Linked DNA regions of Hordeum vulgare: region 1 is linked to region 2. A link is a contact called in public Hi-C data. All regions are on one chromosome and are shown on one strand. The core of a region is the stretch at or near the end of the contact, and the rest is flanking DNA. Distances in the headings are between cores, read along the strand shown.

Region 1 (4,507 bases), core at 1,852-4,351, 300 kb before region 2:
TCATCGACACTCTCAGGCTACTAACGTAAACAATAACGACCATTATCCAGCAAAATAGACGATGCATGATTGCTCAGCAGGCTAGTACTTGATTGGTGCCAGGATGTCCAACTGAGAACCCAGCTTCTCCTCTGCAGCCTTCTCAGCCTTGACGCGCAGCTTGGCCAGTTGCTTCCTCCTGTCGTAAGAGACCTTGGCCTTCTCCTTCCTCTTCTCCTCCAGTTCCTGCCAGTTCAAAAAAGAGGTGAGTTACATATAGTTGCAGGTCTACATACGTTTTCAAGGCATGCTCAAATCAAGCATTAAAAACAGCCACCAATCAAGAAGCTAACATCACATTGGAGACCTTCGTCATGGCCATTAACCGACATGCGCAAAATTTTAAAAAAAAGTCATCCCTGCCATAAGAGGCCTCAGAGATCTTGGTGGTTATGATCATCAACTGGGGTGCACCCATCAAGAGTAGCAAATATTAATCTCACATCATAGGCTTATAACTCGAGCACAAGAGAATCAAACAAAAGAACAGGCTAAACGCCACAACCAAATGTTAAATGAGAAACAGGTATTAAGAACCAATCCCAGTTTTAAGATTTGCTATCTGATCTGAACTAACATAATTGAGACAAACTAGCGAAAACAATCCCTGAATGTTAAGAAGGCCTCAACTGGGAACACCCATCAAGAGTAGCAAATATTAATTTCACATCACAGGCTTATAACTGAAGCACAGGATAGTCAAACAAAAGAACAGGCTAAAAGCCACAGCAAAATGTTAAATGAGAAATAGGTATCAAAGTCCCAATCCAAGTTCTATGATTTAATATTTGAGTTCAAACAATTGAAATGAATTAGCCAACAAATTTTAAATAACAATAAGAATCCCTGAATTTTCAAAAAAAAAACAAAAGAAAACCATGGTTGTTAAAGAGGCCTAAGAGATCTTGGTGGTTATGGTCGTCAACTCGGGAGCACCCATCAAGAGTAGCAAATATTAAAATCACATCCTAGGCATATCATTAGAACACAAGAGAAACCAACAAAAGAACACGATGATACCACAGCCAAATGTTTGAGAATGTTTCCATTGAATGTGTTGTGACAAATGCCATGATTAATCAGAAATCATGATCAAAAAATTAATCAGAACCAGGCTAAAAGAAAAACATGCCTTATCATCGGACACAAGGTAACAGATGATTAATCAAAAAATAGCAATGATTAGTCAGAAGTAGCTGGTTGTAAGAATCATCTTTGTGAAAAATCAATGGACATCGGTCCTGAGTTTCTGCATCATACCAATCATGCTAAATTTGCCCATTTACAATGTAAAAAAAAAATAACAACAATAAGAAAACAAGACGTGTCTGTCATAAGAGGCCTCATAGATCTTGGTGGTTATGATCATCAACTGGGGAGCACCCATCAAGAGTAGCAAATATTAATATCACATCATAGACTTATAACTGAAGCAATCAAACAAAAGAATAGGCTTAAACAGCACAACCAAATGTTAAATGGGAAACAGGAATGGAAGTCCCAATCCGAGTTTTATAATTTGATTTCTGAGTTCAAATAATTGAAACGAACTAACAAACAAATTTTATATAACAATGAGAATCCATGGTTGTTAGAGAAGCCTCAGAGATCTTGGTGGTTATGGTCATCAACTGGGGAGCACCCATCAAGAGTAGCAAATATTAAAATCACATCATAGGCATATCATTTAGACACAAGAGAAACCAACAAAAGAACATGATGATAGCCACAGCCAAATGTTACAACATGAGAATCTTTCCATGGATATGTTGCGACCAATGCCATGATTAATCAGAAAAAACAATTGGAATCAGACTAAAAAGAACATGTCTAACATCGGACACAAGGGGACAAGACGAATTAAAATAGCTTGTGCTGTCAAAAACAATAGCATGACTAGTCAGAAGTAGCTGGTTGTGAGCATCATCTTTGTGAAAAATCAATGGACATCAGTCCTGAGTTTCTGCATCATCCCAGTCATGCTAAATTTGCACAAATGCAATATAAAAGAATAACAAATTCAAATGGCACAACAAAAGTTATCAATGCACTTGACAAGGCAGCTAATGGAATCTACTAGGCTAAGCACAAAAGGAAACGTGGACACTGCCTTTCGTCAAAATCAGTAAAATAGGCGTACACAATATCATTTCACCCTATCACTATCAAAAATCTTATTTCGTGGCCACCAATAACCTAACCTGTGTTTCAGCTCAACAACAGTTAATTTTGACTTAGCCACACAGGGAGAAGCTGTTAACTCAAATTCCCTATAAAAATCGGGCTGATACCTACAAACTACACCAACAGGGCATCCACAGCTAACATTGTGAATCAAAGCATCATATGTATGCATAATATCATCATCATTTTGTTCAGAGGTGACAACCAGAGTGATCGATGTAACAAAATGTACCTTGATAGTTTCATGGTAGTTCCACCCGACCTCCTTGGAAAGCTCGCCGAGAAGGCAGTACTTATGACCCGGCTGCAGCCTCAGAACCCTATCCAACAATAAGTCACACAAAGATCATCACCACATAACTAATTAAATTCGCCATTAGAGGAGCAAGCGAGAAAGATAAGGCGCGTACTTGAGCGCGTCGGGGATGACCATACGCTTGGTGCGATCATAAGGCGGCGGGACGCCCTCGAACGCCTTCAGCCTGGCGAGCGCAGCCTCGCCGCGGGGCGTCTTGTGCGGGATCATGCCGCGCACGGTGCGCCAGAAAATTTTCGAGGGGGCGCGGAAGTGGATGGGACCGTGCGACGGCTTGGTGTTCATCCGCTTGCGGAGGAAGCGGAGGTACTTCATCTTCTGACGGACCAGCCCGCCGGAGATGCACATCTCCTCGCACCGAACCACCACCACGCGCTGCCCGTTGAGCAGCTCCTTGGCCACGATCGACGCAAGGCGTCCCAGCATGTGGTGGCGCGCATCCACCACCACGCGACGCGCGGACACACCGGAGCCGGACACCATCGTTACCTGTTGGCTTCTCCCTTCCTCTCTTCCTCCGGCTCCGGTGTTGGTCGTGGGTGGCGGCGGCGGAGGGGGGAGCACGAAGACGTTAGGGTTTATGATTTTATAGGCGACCGGGAGGTAGCAGATTGGGCCGGGCGGTTGCTAGTGCTCCCACAAAAGAATGATAGGCCTAGTCACCTAAAATTCTGATGGGCTGTACTCCTCAAAAAGTCCTAATATGCCTTATTCCCAAAGAAAAGGCTAATAGGCTTAGACTCTCTCATGTCTCAATTTGTCCATGGGCCATATGGCGAGGAGATTTTTATTTCTTCTACCTTTTTTATGTATTTTCCCTAAAAATAAAACTAATCCCTCTACCGGGGTTGCTCGCTTGATCGCATAGGGTTCGTGTGGAGAACAGATGTCGTTGCTGGAGATACTTTTGGCCCCTCGCCTCCAGCTACCATCTTGGCGCTAAGAGGTAAAGGGACCTCACATCTTTAGAAATTTCATGACTTCCGTTAGTTTCTCGTGGTTGACATGGTGTTTTTTTTGCAAATGAAGTTACTCTGGTTCCTTTTGTGATGGTGCCCAGGAGGTTTGTTCAGATCTGATGAGTTTATATTATTGTGTCTTGTTGCTTTTGTTGGTTTGATTCTTTATGGAATTAGAACTTTTCTTTAACATTATGGTGAAGATATAGTCATTCGAGGGCTTGCACTCTAGGGGGGTCATCCCTGACTCAAGTACGTTCATCGCTCAAGACTTTCCATCTTTTTGGATTGCCACTCAAGGGGCTTTTAGAAACCTTTATTGGTAATCATGTTCGTGTGGGTGAACAAGAGGACGTATCGATGCCTCGGTCTAATTACAATCTCTTTACTCAAGTCTTGGAGGCATTTTGTCTTGCAGAGATCAATACCATGGAGCAGAAGTCTCCAAAATATATTATTATAATTATTAGTCATATGAGTTACTTTGCATCTTTATGAATGTTACATCTAAAAAATGTACATATAATGGTTATACGTACGAATAAAATTTCATGGATTTCTAGAAAACCTAACCCTTCTTCTTTTGCTAGAAACAAAATTGATCCTTCAACTATATATCTGAGAGATCTTCATGGTACAATATACCGGGGATGGCTCATTGACGGGAAGCCCGATACTATGTCAGGAAGCCCGTCAATTGTTTAATCAGTTCGCCTAGTTTCCTTCTGCTCATGTGATTCCGGGTGGGGCTTCCCAGTTCTCATGGTTCATAGCATTTGTCATGGAAGGTGCAATAGGGTTCTATCAACCCGTCTCGGGTATGAAAAAAATAAAACTTATAGTCAATCCACCTTTTCAATCAAATGGCTTATGCGTCGCCAAAGAAAGGCATTGGCAATGATTATAATTGTTTGTCGTAAATACGTAGGAGGCACAAACACAACATGAATAGCCACTTGCACACAATTCAGAAAATACATCCTGCAAATAGCTAGCCCCATATGTATTC
Region 2 (4,367 bases), core at 1,309-3,808:
TGCAGTTTCAGCTGGGAACTTAGAGTTAGGAACATTTCTGATTGTTGCATCCAGATTCCTGTTTTGCCTACGAGCAGGCTCATTATGCGAGGAGAGGCTCAAAGGGATCAGTATATGTTCTTGCTTCCTCTCTTGAACTGATATGGGTGCCTGTGGTGATGTCACCTTGTTGTCGTTGGGCTCGGGCAACTCTTCCAAACCCATGAGTTTTGCAACGACACTTGGGAGACGCTTAGAGGCTGCTGGTTGTTCTTTCTGGATCTCTGCATTGTATTCTTTATCCGAACTGAAACTGATGCTCCTTTCTGTGTCGTTCATGTTCGGCTTCGGCCACGAGTCCATTTCACGGGTCCTAAGAGGGCCTTCCTTGATGTCCAGCGACAATCTTGGCATCTCCCTACGTTTTGATGCCGATTCCCTCCCATCATATGAGAACCGAGGAGCGTCATAAGACAGCCTTGGTTGGTGGCCAGGTTCAGATGGACTCCAAGAGGACTCTCTGAGCTTGGCTAGCACTCTGAGCGACTCATTGATGTCCATGGTTCCCTTGCTCTTTGCTTGGATATCGCTGCTAGGGGACTCATCAAAGCATGTTGCTGCATCTCCACGGTTGTATGTGTGATCTGCCACTGCTTCCGTTGTGGAAGTTCTGGCTGACAAATCACGAGTATCTCTATAAATCGAATCCTTTACCAGATTTCTTATACCAAGAGTCCGGTGGCTGGATTGAGCTGAGGGCGTGTTGGTGAGGGTATCATCCAGGAAGTAGTCTGGTCCATTGTCACTCTCAGGCGAGCTCTTGAGCCTCGGTGAGCACTTGAATGGTTTCTCCGGAAATAGCATCCGATCAGTTGACGATAGGTCCTGTTGTGTCGACCTATTGCCATCAAGGGAGGAAAACGACGAACATGATGACGATGAAGTCTCCATTGTTGACGATGCTCTTTGATTTTCAATCCAGCTTCTACTGAAGTTCTTGTCCTGAATACAGATTGCAGCAAGTCAGTCGAATTGTGAAAGGCTGGAAGCCGGTGCATGCATGCTGAAGGAGTGCACTGACAAGTGAGACTCACGAGAACAATCTGGGGACCGTATCTTGTGCGCTCTTCCCCTACGCTCGGGCTGCTTGACAGTGCATTGCCTGTTTTAGTAAGTGAAACATTTTTCAATGGTGAGCCAGCCTGAACAAGAACATTGGATTCTCAAAAAGAAAAAGGAAAGGGGAAAATATTGCTTCTTACGGAAAAATACATGGGACGAGCAAGAGAGAAAGTTAATCAAGACTGTTGCATTATAAAAGAAGAGAAGCAAAAACGTCACTGTCATTGTTGTCCAAATATACACTACATTTTTCTAGGAACTGTCACCCAAGAAGAAGAAAAAGAAAATTGTCAGTGTCATTAGTTGTCCAAATATAAGCTTTTTTTGTGAAAAGAATCCTCTTCCAATTTGAAGAATCATTTTCATTGATGTCAACATTTACAGATAGATTTTATTATGGGAAGTAGTAGGGTTCTAATATGCCTGCATGGCATAGTGACATATTTTGTCGGTCGTCCGGGGCCAATTCCCGGGTAATCAGCGCCGGTACAGATAAAAAAAGGTATTCTGAACTGAAGATTTCATTTCAGAAATAAACTTCCCTCTGCCTCCATCCTACACCAAGGTAGGTAAGGTACTCCGTAATTAAATTCCTGCATCTCGGTGGCCCGCCCAGAAAAAGGGGAAAAAGGCTACAGTAGATCTCAGCAATTGCCACCAGCACCTAGCGATTCAATGTGGAATGAAAGAAGGCCGAAAAAACAGGACGATAGTAAATTAAATCCCTGATCTATCATCCAAAATCAGAGCTCTGATCTATGACGGTGGCATGGCATACGAACATATATATAAGCAAAAAATGTGATTAGTGCGTCCAATAACGTAATTGGTGAGACGGAATGAATCCATGCATATTTGGAGCAAGCAAGCAGAAGCAGGTGCGGCGGGAAGGAAGGAAGGAGAGGATAGCAAGCAACCTGGGGGGAGCAGCCTCTTGTGGGAGTGTTGGGCGGCGATGGGGTAGCGGCGGTCGAAGGCCTGCAGGATCCCGGTGACGCACCCGATCTGGCGGTGCAGGTCCGGCCGCCTCTCCTCTCCCAAGGCCAGCAGGTACTTGGCCGGCATCGCCTCCTCCCCCTTCCACCCAAGAATGCAGGGAGGAGGAGTAGCAAAGCGAACCAAACCAAGCAGCTACCAGCTAAAGAAGAAGAACATCTCAGCAGTGCCGTAGCTCAATCGTGGAGGCAGCCCAGCCCAGCCCAGAGGGACAGAAGGAGGAGATCTTGTGAGGAGGCTGAGCGGTGAGCGTGAGGGACGTAGCCGCCCTCACCGCTCTGGGACTGGAGGTAGATGATGGAGGGGAAGTCTGGTGTGGGTTGCAAGAAGGGTGGTCGTCCTGTTTTGCTGCTCCTCTCCTCTATGACTGACTGGGACTGGAAGAGCTGTGAGGATGAGAATGGGGAGGAGGGGCTGGAGAGAAGAAGAGAAGAAGGCCTCGCTCCGCTACTGACATGTCATTGTTAACTCGTTTTACCGGAATGTGGGTAGGGTACTACTGTAGTACATCAGTGTCCTGGTAAATGCAGTTAAGAGGACTGACGTACATGTGAACTTGGGTAGGAGGAGTGCTGCTACTGTACTGGGACCTGGCATTCCATTGCAGGCAGTGTATAAACTAAACTACCCACAACTAACTAACTATATTAGGAGACGCTTCCCTCAAAAAAAAAACTATTGGGAGACGTGGCCTGTAGCTAGCTCGAGGATATGTGGGTGGGCACGGGGCATAGGGCCGAGAGGAGGGCGGGGGTTCCTTGTTCTCTTTCTCAGCACCCCATGTGCCGCTCCAAGCCCTACCCACCATCAGAGATGCTTGTCCACTTGTCCATCTCCTCTCTCTCTCTCTCTCTCACACACAGTGTATGCGTATGCGTATGTGTATGTGTATGTAAGGAAGTCAACATCAGTTTGTCATTTTGCAAGCGACCATGGCTGACCATGGAGGAAGTGAAGAGTTTGTTCGTTGGGTTGGGTAAAAAACTTGTCTCCTTTCAAACCGAGTAGGACTACTCGTCGGTTGGGTTGGGTGAGGAAGAAGAAGAAGATGATGATACTAAATCTGACAGCGTGTTCCTGCAACCATTAGCTGTGCTTTGTCCAAAAATTAGTGCAGCAAATGGAACGATCCATCAGCTGCTTCGTCTTGGGGTCAAGGACGCATTCAATGTGAGTGCAGTGCAGGGCAGGGCCAACTAACAACACCGCATTCATGGTGTGGATCCGTGATTGCAAAACCCAGCAGCAATTCTTGGCGTTGAAGCATGCATTGCATTTGCATTGCACGCTCTGACTCTGCACTCATCTACTACCTCTATGTCTGCAACACGCCGTTTCTTCTCCTTTTAATCTGGACCTCTCTTTTTTCCTTCTCCTTCTATCATTCTTCCAAAAGATTCAGACCGCTTCTTCTTTTCATTTGGTTCAGACTCAGACACAAACTGTTGAGCAAGTTGCAGCAAGCTGAATAAATTAAGGGACGGATGACATGGACTCTTGGCCGAATGAAATGACCAAAGTACCCTGCCACGTAAACAGACAGTAATATACTCCCTCCGTTCCTAAATATAAGTCTTTATACAGATTTCGCTAGTGGATTACATACGGATGTATATAGACATACTTTATAGTATACATTCAATCATTTTGCTCCGTATGTAGACACCTAGTGGAATTGCTTAAAGACTTAGGTCCACTTTGATTCAAAGGATTCTCATAGGATTTTTAAAGTATTAAAACCCTTCGTAATATTTCCTGTGTTCGTCATTTGATTCGCAGGATTAAATCCTGTAGGAATTTTTCCTATGGATTCATTTTTATTATATTTCATAAAAATTCTAGTATCCACTCCAACCTCTTGAAAAAAATCCTTTATTTTTCCTGCGATACAATCAAACAAACTTAATTCCTACAGGAATGCAATGGACATGCCATTATAAACCTACGTTTTTCCTATTCCAGCATTTTTGCAATCTTGTGAATCAAAGAGGCCCTTATATTTAGGAACGGAGGAAGTACTAGTTATTGGCATTTTCAGTTTTGCAAACTGTTTCAACTGTGGAGGACCAGCAGCAGCAGTTGCTCCACATTTGCTTGCGTCCACGCTTGAGGATTGACCTAACATAAGGAGCTGATAAGCATGGACATACGGACTACTCGTATTTAGAGCATTTTCAGCGGTTTGCTTCCCAGTGTACCTCGATGATAGCCTTTTTGACGCTTCGCCGGTGCTATTCTCGGCCTGGGGGCGAGCGAGTTTCCGATCGCGT

The links. A called contact is a pair of places that touch in the nucleus more often than the background predicts.
Region 1: a contact with region 2 is called in a Hi-C map of seedling, with 6 times the contacts expected there. The contact joins the promoter of LOC123426360 here to the promoter of LOC123426359 in region 2. A contact is called at or near these places in 1 of 6 Hi-C or Micro-C datasets (seedling) and 1 of 1 datasets of contacts at active chromatin or transcription factors (embryo).

Annotation. Positions count from the first base shown.
Region 1 is chr2H:381,922,372-381,926,878 of MorexV3_pseudomolecules_assembly, reverse strand. LOC123426360 (60S ribosomal protein L13a-4-like) reads right to left here and starts at 3,101. Exons shown (of 3, transcript XM_045110171.1): 1 at 2,634-3,101; 2 at 2,456-2,543; 3 at 1-225. The coding sequence starts at 3,022. The coding sequence ends at 82. LOC123433714 (a small nucleolar RNA gene) reads right to left here and starts at 2,017; the gene lies at 1,935-2,017. It overlaps LOC123433685 (a small nucleolar RNA gene), which reads right to left and starts at 1,720; the gene lies at 1,638-1,720. LOC123433690 (a small nucleolar RNA gene) reads right to left here and starts at 1,461; the gene lies at 1,379-1,461. It also overlaps LOC123433713, LOC123433691 and LOC123433689.
Region 2 is chr2H:381,625,032-381,629,398 of MorexV3_pseudomolecules_assembly, reverse strand. LOC123426359 (protein LONGIFOLIA 1-like) reads right to left here and starts at 2,558. Exons shown (of 5, transcript XM_045110170.1): 1 at 2,019-2,558; 2 at 1,074-1,141; 3 at 1-981. The coding sequence starts at 2,166.